Regions from separate parts of the Pan troglodytes genome. Here region 1 is linked to region 2. A link is a contact called in public Hi-C data. All regions are on one chromosome and are shown on one strand. Each heading gives the region's core, a stretch centred on a gene start, on an enhancer-like site or on the middle of the called end of the contact. The rest is flanking DNA. Distances are from core to core; before and after follow the strand shown.

Region 1 (4,027 bases), core at 1,116-3,615, 330 kb after region 2:
ACAGTCTACCCAGCTACTTAGCAAGAATATCATAGGGAGGAACCGCACATTGGATAGGGCAATGACTTGCTGGTGCAGGCAGTTCTCTCTGCCAGGAACATTCTCTCCCCTTTCCTTACCTGACGAATTCTAATTCTTGATGCTCGTTTTCAGAAGACAGGGTTAACAGCCTCTATGTTTATTTTCCCCTAAGCTTTGTACACATCTATAAATATTAGTCATGTGTCTGTCTTTAGGAAGACATGCTGCCAAAGACACTTTGGTGATGTCATCGGAGCACTGTTCTCCTATTTTCCAAGCACTCAGCACTGGAATATTTGCTGGATTAAATTGAACAGGGGGTTGAACGGGGATTCTGTTCTGCCCTTACATTCTTACGAGTTTTCTAACACGTTTCCATATAGTTACTTCCCCCTGGATTATCTAGCCCCTACAATCAAATAGTCTTCACATCTCTAGCAAGAAGAGTCTAAATAGCGGATAATCCATTTCTGGGCTAAGTGTGTCAGGGGAGTCATCCACCTGTGGGGTAACATTGTCTCAATCCTTTGTAAATTACTTTGGTGAAAGAGGTGAAGCCAAATATTATCCAATTATCTTGTCCATAATACGAGCATGGGAAGTAAAGAGCCCAGAAAGCTATTGCATACATTGGGCCATCCCACAGCCAAGTTCATCACACTCACAAAAGCACCCTGAACCATCTCCTAGCAATAGAGGAACTGATTTATAGCTCATGTGTGTAGACCTAGATATAAAGAAGGCAGGGAGTGCTTGTGGCACAGAACCCTGTCTACCTAAATTCGACAGGATTTACAAATAACCAAAACAGATAACGTGAAGTCTGCTCAGCTCTGCTCTGCCTATGTGGAGATTAAGCTATGATGTCCCCCTCATCCAAATCTTGGTGGCTTCAAGTTGTTAGCTTCTAAATATATATTACAAAGGGCTATGTACCAGGAAAGTAAATGAAAATGGGACCAGTTAAATTCCTCCCAGGCAAAATTATCAGCCAGAAGATTCCAGGGGAAGAATTCAATTTAAACATGTATCGCTCGCATACTTTAAAAACAAGCAGGGAGATGTGTATGCACTGGCGAGAATTTTAAAAAGATAAGATCAGACCCTTCAAGGAATATAATCAGACTTTAAAAAATCATTCCGCCTGTAATCCTAGCACTTTGGGAGGCCAAGGCGGGCAGATCACAAAGTCAGGAAATCAAGACCATCCTGGCCAACATGGTGAAACCCTGTCTCTATCAAAAATACAAAAATTAGCTGGGTGTGGTGGCGGGGGCCTGTAGTCCCAGCTACTCGGGAGGCTGAGGCAGGAGAATCGCTTGAACCAGGGAGGCGGAGGTTGCAATGAGCTGAGATGGCGCCACCCTGCACTCCAGCCTGGCAACAGAGCGAGACTCCATCTCAAAAAAAAAAAAAAAAAAAAAAAAAAAAAAAAGAGAAAGAAATCATTCCGAGCAGGTTGGTGGAAAGTAAATTAAGGAAAGTGTTGAGTCCCAAAATGGCTGTGTCTGCACAACATGCACAAGATAACTTCATCTCCTCCTGCGGCAATAGCAGCGGTTCCTACAGCAACCCCGCAATTCAATATCTGTGCGCAGCTGTGTCTGCGCCCCAGGTGCCTGGATCGATGCCTCTCGCGGGGGTGATCTGCTGGGAAAGGCAGGCGCCGCACAACCGGGTTTCTTTTTCTTTTTTCTTGAATCACTTTTCTTTATTCTCTCTGATCTCACGCCAGATTATTGAATCACTTTTTAATGACTTGCACTAAGATGTGATCTTTTTCCCCGCTTTACTTTCTTCCTCCCTTGGTCAAAGACAATTTCTTTTCGACACCTCCCCGCCCCTGGCCGCCCCCAAGCCCCGAACCCCGCTCCACCCCCAACTCTAAGGCTTTCGTCACTGTCGGAAGCGGAGCTGGGCGGCAGCCTCGGGAGGCAGCGCCCCCTGGTGAATTTAGCGGGCTCCTGCAGCCGGGGCTCCTCCCGAGGCCCGCGCCACCTGCAGGGGGAGAGGGAAGCGTGCAGGGGCCGCCCCAAACCAAACATCCCGGCCGCCGCCGCGTACTCACTCGCCAGGGTGGTAACGGTGCCGATGTTCTCATCTCCGCCGACGCTGTAACGTGGGTCCAAGAAAGAAAATGAAGGGTTAAAATGCAGCCACGCCGAGACCCTTCAGACACTAGACAGAAACGCCCGTCTCCCGAGAAACAGCCCAGGGGCCTGGAGCTTGCCCTTTCCCTATCACTTCAGTAGAAAAACGGAAAAAGCAAACCAGAATACGACTCCCCTCCCCATAGGCCAGCACATCCAAACAAAACGCCAGCTTTAAACCGGCGGCTGATTTTCGCTGATGTTGGGGCAGGGGAGGTAGGTTGGTTCCTTGCACCCCTGCTTTCAAAGGGGAAGTAGTCCCTCGTCTGCCAGCCCCTTTCCAACTAGCCACTGCAGCGTGCATTAATATTATTGGTGTAAACGTAGTTTTTAAAAAGTTGGCCCTATTTTTTCTCTTTTCTCTTCCTGCTTGGCTTGGAAAAGCCGTTTTTAAAAGGTGTCTTCTAGAGAGTCAGCCATCTTCCAAGCCAATAATAAAATTCCAAGGTGATCAAAGTTAGAAGGGTTTCTAGGCATGCAAATATGCAGCATTCCAGAGTGGATTGGATTCCCTGCTTTTCCACACCCCCCACCCCATTCTGTGCCAAGGGTGTCTAGGAGCATCTAAAAGGTTCCCCCAAATGTTTGGGTTTAACTGTGCTGCAACGTGAGGAAGGATGCCAGAGACTCGGCACTCAGGTTAAAGCAGGTGTCAGATAGAGATGCCAGATTCCAGGTGAGGAAACACCAAACCTGCCCGGGCTTGCAGCAGAGGTTTGATCACATACAGAGCAGAAATAAGCCTGCCCAAAGTGATACAGGATAAGGGAATGCACTGATGGGGGCCAGGAAGCATCTGCTCTGCTTCCTGATCTTTTTACCTTCTGGCTCTGTGATCTTGGTCAGGTTACTTGCCCTCTCTGAGCCTTGTTTCCTCATCTGCAAAATAAAGGCCCTATAATAACAATGCCAACTACCAGATACTTGGTGTCAAGCACTGTGCTGGACACTTAAATTCTTTCTAGCCCTCAGACAGTGCTCAGGTAGTAGCATTATTTCTGCATCAGAGATGAGGAGAGAAGCTCAGAGAGGTTAGGGAACTTGCCCAAGGTTACATCCAACTGGGCAGCTAGGGCTCAGCTACAACTCTGGTTCCAAAGGCAATGATCTGTGCATCACTCAGGCCACTGCCTCCTTCTGAGATTATATCACAGAGGGAGAAATGGAAGCCAGAGAAGCATTTCCAGCCCAAACATTTATGTAGTTTCTCTCCTAGACTCCTGGCTCAAGGCTCAGCTACTGTTTTGGGCAATGTAGTGGTTTGAGGAGGCTGGTGAATACCTTTTTCAAATTAAACCTAGAAGTTGGTCATAGAAAAGAACAAAACGGCCCACCCTTCTGCTTAAGGCGTTGTTTTCTAGAACGCTCAGGGGGTTTCCCTTGCTCTGCAATGAAGGGGCCTTTGGGGCCTTGCCACACCCTCACTCACCTCCAGGATAGGCCTCGGTACTGAGTCAAGACGTCCAAGACGTTCCCAGGTGTGGACCCGGCCCCATTGCCTGCCTGAGAGGGAAGAATGAGGGGGTGAGTTTCTCTGCTTTCCCCAGTGGCCCACCTCTGCCTACCTGCCAAAAGGTCTATGTTCTTATGCTGGCCAGGACCACCTGGGCACTCTCTGGGATCTAGGGTCTAGATGGCACCATGTCTCCATATGTATCCTGCCTTTTCAGAGATGACTGAGAGTGCCCACTGGGAATGCCTGGTGCTACTCACAGCTCTGCTTCATTCTAAGAAACCCTGCCTAGGCCAAGACCAAGTAAAACTTGTCCAGCAAAAGTGCTCTTGTAATTAGACTGTACCTTTTCAAAAGGATACATTTCAGGGTCCTGTTTTTCTCATTTTTTTAAAGTTGTGAA
Region 2 (4,351 bases), core at 1,361-3,860:
AGGACACACCCTCAAAGTAGGGGATGTCTCTACATTCCTTCCAGCTCTCTCAGTTCTGTGACTCAAGATTGAGAGTAACAAAATCGGGGCACTTGACCAGGAGGAGTTCGGGGCACCATGACTCTAGAGGCCACACTCCTTTATTGGTTATTAAGGCTTGAGTCAAGTCATTTACCTTTCTTAGCTCTGATTTTCAATCAGTTTTTTTAAAATGCAATTAATTTCAGGGGATTCCATAGTCATGTGGTTAAAAGGAGACAGTGCAGGTAAAACGATGCTGAAACCTAGAAAAAAAATTTGTTTAATGTAGCTCAACTCTCGTTTGTCAATGAGGTCCTCAAAATTAAAACAACTTGCTCAATATGACAAAGTAAGTTTTGAGTCTTGGCTATGAAACCAAATCCAGTTATTTTTCTAGTTTACCATAGTGTTGCACATAATCCAAAACTATGACTTTTAATATGAGATTAGGAAATTTCTCTTGGGCATACAATGCAACTGAAACTCAACAAAAAAGCAAAGTGGGTGACATTTTTTCCAACCTAATATTAACTATCTGTTGCAGATAACCAAGAACTGAGCTCTTAAGGACCTGAGTTCTAATCCTGGTTCCATTTTTTACTTTATTCAAGTTGCTTAGTTTCCCAGAGTTTCTGTTTCTTTCCCCCAAACAAGGCAGAAAGTTCCTTATCAACACTTCAGGACTAACCACACAAATATCAGATATTAGTAATACTTAACACTTAAAGCACTTACCTGTCAAGAACTATTCTAAGTGTTCTCTGCATTATTAAATATATTAATCTTCACAACCACTCTATGAAGAAAGTATTATTATCCTCATTTCATAAATGAGGAACCAGAGGGGCAATTACCACTATGAAGCAGAGGCTAGAATCAAATATAGACAATATAGCCAGCTTGGGTCCACGCACCTACCTAACCACTGCTCCGTATTTCTCTCAGCATTAGTATTACTATCACTTTACAGGACTGTTAAAATACAACCATAGAAAACTTTGAAAATAAAAGATAAGCAGAGCGCTGTAATTTTAACAATAAAAACTGATTTTTTTTTTTTAGTTTTATGTTTGACTTATAAGCCCTGATAGGTTTATTTTATGAATCAACAGGATAAACTATGAAAATGTAGCTTAAAATTTGAAAAATATCTAAACATGCCCAAAGTATAGCAACTTATATGTATCCCTTCACCCAACCCAAAAATTTAGCAGGTTTCCCAGGTCGTCAGAGAGAGTAAGATCTATCCTAAATAGCTTTTACAGTTCTCCACACTGAAACAGCTCACATCACACACCTCAGGATACCTGATGTTTCCAAATCACTTTGCAGTGATTCGGTTTGGCTACTCTATAAATGCAATAACCACGTGCATGCTGAGTTAGAGAGATGTAGCTGAGTGACTCAACAGTGAAAGGCATTTACCTGACACGGGTCCCTAACAATGAAAAGCTCTGCCTAACTCGGCAGTTTTCCATCTAAGGGTAACTTCATCTGCACTCATAAAACATTCACTAAATCAAGCTACTACTTCACTTAACCTCCACATCCTAATGCAGACTTCAGATTGGGGTGGGTGGGGAGTAGTGTGATGGGCTTGAAAGCGGGGCGGGAGGGGCGAGCAGATGTTAAAATCAAAAAGCAGTGAGTTCAAAAAGCTGAGAATGTAGAGGTGCCTGGGAAAGGCAAAAGTCAAGAGTTGAGAGTCCCACAACCTGGACCGGGACGAGAACACGTGGTGAGCCGGCACCCAAAGGGGGGGCAGGAGGGGGAAGGTCCGGAAGCAAGTACAGACTAGTCCATACCAACTGCCCAGGGCAAAATTGATGAGCCAGATCACAGACAGAGGAAAGTTAGATAGTCCCAAGATGGGGCTCTGTCAAAAACCAGAACTCTGATGAGCCAAGGCCCGGCAGAAGGAAGCCGCCCCAGGGGGACCAGGGGACTTGGCGAACATGGCTGCCCGTCAACAGTGGGGCCCAGGCCTCATGGGGCCAGCCGGCAGGGCTCGGATACGAGGCCGGCCGGGTCGAGCTGCGCCCTCCCTCACTGCCCTCGCGGCAGGCCGCACGCGGGGCTGGCGGCTTGGGCCCTGAACGCGCCGACGCCGCCTCCAAGCCTTCTGGCCCGGGCCGCTGAGAGCCACGCGCGATGCCGGGCCAAGCGCCACCCGGCCCGGAGGCCCGAAGCCGAGCCTGGGAAGGCGCCCGCCCCGCGCAGTCCCGCTCGCTTTACCTTGGCCTGCAGCCGCGCTGGCGCCCAGGCCAGACAGGTGCAGGTACCACTGAGGTGCGCGGAAGGCACGTACTCCTGGTGCAACCGGTTGTTGGCCGTCTCCCATACTCGTAAGTGACCGTCGGTAGAGGCCAAAGCGAAGTAGGCCTGGCTGTGCGGGGAGAAGGCGCAAGGGACCCCAGCCGGGGCCAGGGGGTCGCAGCTACCGCCGCCGCCCGCCGCCATTGCTGCTCTGGCCCCGCTGCAGCCACGTGTTCGTCCGTGCGCAGGCGCACCGGCGCGGGGCGGAGCCTGGAGGAGGAAGTGAGGCGGAGGGAGCGCCGGGGGCTCAGGGGGTGGATCTTCGCGTCGCGGAGAGCTTCTGGCGGATCCGCCCTGTGGACGGTGGCCCGCTAGGGCCTGTCGCTATCTTGTTCTGGGCGGGAGTGGGAGTATGGGAGAAAGTAATTGTAGAATCAAGATCAAGTCCTGTTCCTTTAAAAAAAAAAAAAAAAAAAAAAAGGGTGGGGGCCGGGCGCGGTGGCTCACGCCTGTAATCACAGCACTTTGGGAGGCCGAAGTGGGCGGATCCCCTGAGGTCGGAGTTCGAGACCAGCCTGACCAACATGTAGAAACCCCCGTCTCTACTAAAAATAAAAAAATTAGCCGTGGGCTGGGCGCGGTGGCTCACGCCTGTAATCCTAGCACTTTGGGAGGCCGAGGCGGGTGGATCACAAGGTCAGGAGTTCAAGACCAGCCTGGCCAAGATGATGAAACCTCGTCTCTACTAAAAATACAAAAAAATTAGCCGGGCTTGGTGGTTGGCACCTGTATGTAATCCCAGCCACTCGGGAGGCTGAGGCAGAGAATTGGTTGAACCCGGGAGGCGGAGATTGCAGTGAGCCGAGATCGCGCCCCTGCACTCCAGCCTGGGCGACAGAGCGAGACTCGTCTCAAAAAAAAAAAAAAAAAATAGCCAGGCGTGTGGCGCACGCCTGTAATCCCAGCTACTCGAGAGGCTGAGGCAGGAGAATCGCTTGAACTCGGGAGATGGAGGTTGCTGTGAGCCGAGATCGCGCCATTACACTCCAGCTCTGGGCAGCAAGAGCGAAACTCCGTCTTAAAAAAATAAATAATAAATAAATAACAATTTTTTAAAACTTTAAAGAAAATGATAAGGTAGAACGAAAGGTTTGAAGGAAATCTTCAGCCGAGCGCGGTGGCTTACACCTATAATCCCACTTTGGGAGGACGAGGCGGGCAGATCGCCCGAGGTCAGAGTTCGAGACCAAGCTAGGCAAAATGGCGAAACCTTGTCTCTACTAAAAATACAAAAATTAGCCGGGTGTGGTGGTGTGTGCCTGTAGTCCCAGCTACTCGGGAGACTGAGGCAGGAGAATCCTTGAACCCGGGAGGTGGAGGTTGCAGTGAGCCGAAATCGCCACGCCACTGCACTCCAGTCTAGGTGACAGAGCGAGACTGTCTCAAAAAAAAAGAGAGAGAAAAGAAGTCTTCACTTTAAAATTGATAATGATTGTAACAACTGCTTCCGTTTCCCCCTGTTCAATTCCAGGCTGTAATCATTTACAACATAACAATGTATTCAGTTATAATAATGTAAAAGTAATGATCGGAACGGCTATTCCCTCCTGTTTCTCCAGATTTATCTCATGTTGCTACATCAAATAGACATTTTTAGGCACACGCCCATAGTCTGGAGGCTGAGGGAGGAGGATGGCTTGAGCACACGAGGTCGAGGCTACAGTGAGCTATGACTGCTCCATTGCACCCTACCCTGGGTGACATAGTGAGATCCTGTATCCAAAAAATAAAGGGTAGATTTTTATATTTCTCCTAAATATTCACCAAATCAATGCATTCTAATTCAAGGAATGCTAGGTACTGTTCAGCCCACACAGAGCTTATTGCCTGCCAGGAAAGATAAAAACCACTCTCATGGCCCTGGGAAGGCTCAAGCTTTTACAGCTACGGAGCAGCATGGTAAGATGTGCATTTTATTGTTTTCTTGTTTGTTTTTGTGTTTTGAGACAGAGTCTCACTCTGCCCAGACTGGAGTGCAGTGGCACAATCTCAGCTCACTGCAACCTCCACCTTC

The links. Hi-C and Micro-C count contacts between places; a contact is called where the count stands out from the background.
Region 1: a Hi-C map of stem cell-derived neural progenitor cells shows a contact between it and region 2, with 4 times the contacts expected there. The contact joins the enhancer-like site here to the promoter of WDR43 in region 2. A contact is called at or near these places in 1 of 7 Hi-C or Micro-C datasets (stem cell-derived neural progenitor cells) and 1 of 1 datasets of contacts at active chromatin or transcription factors (stem cell-derived excitatory neurons).

What each region holds. Positions count from the first base shown.
Region 1 is chr12:94,280,871-94,284,897 of NHGRI_mPanTro3-v2.0_pri, forward strand. PLB1 (phospholipase B1) reads right to left here. Exons shown (of 60, transcript XM_515372.8): 21 at 3,601-3,674; 22 at 2,090-2,133. Among named protein-coding and RNA genes, the nearest start is that of PLB1, 97 kb to the right of the region's middle. Within about 2 kb of position 2,366, at least 13 of the 24 cell types and tissues checked have an H3K27ac peak or open chromatin away from gene starts, as enhancers often do. A contact at or near this core is called in stem cell-derived neural progenitor cells, where this site is marked.
Region 2 is chr12:93,951,074-93,955,424 of NHGRI_mPanTro3-v2.0_pri, forward strand. WDR43 (WD repeat domain 43) reads right to left here and starts at 2,611. Exons shown (of 18, transcript XM_515377.8): 1 at 2,257-2,611. The coding sequence starts at 2,481.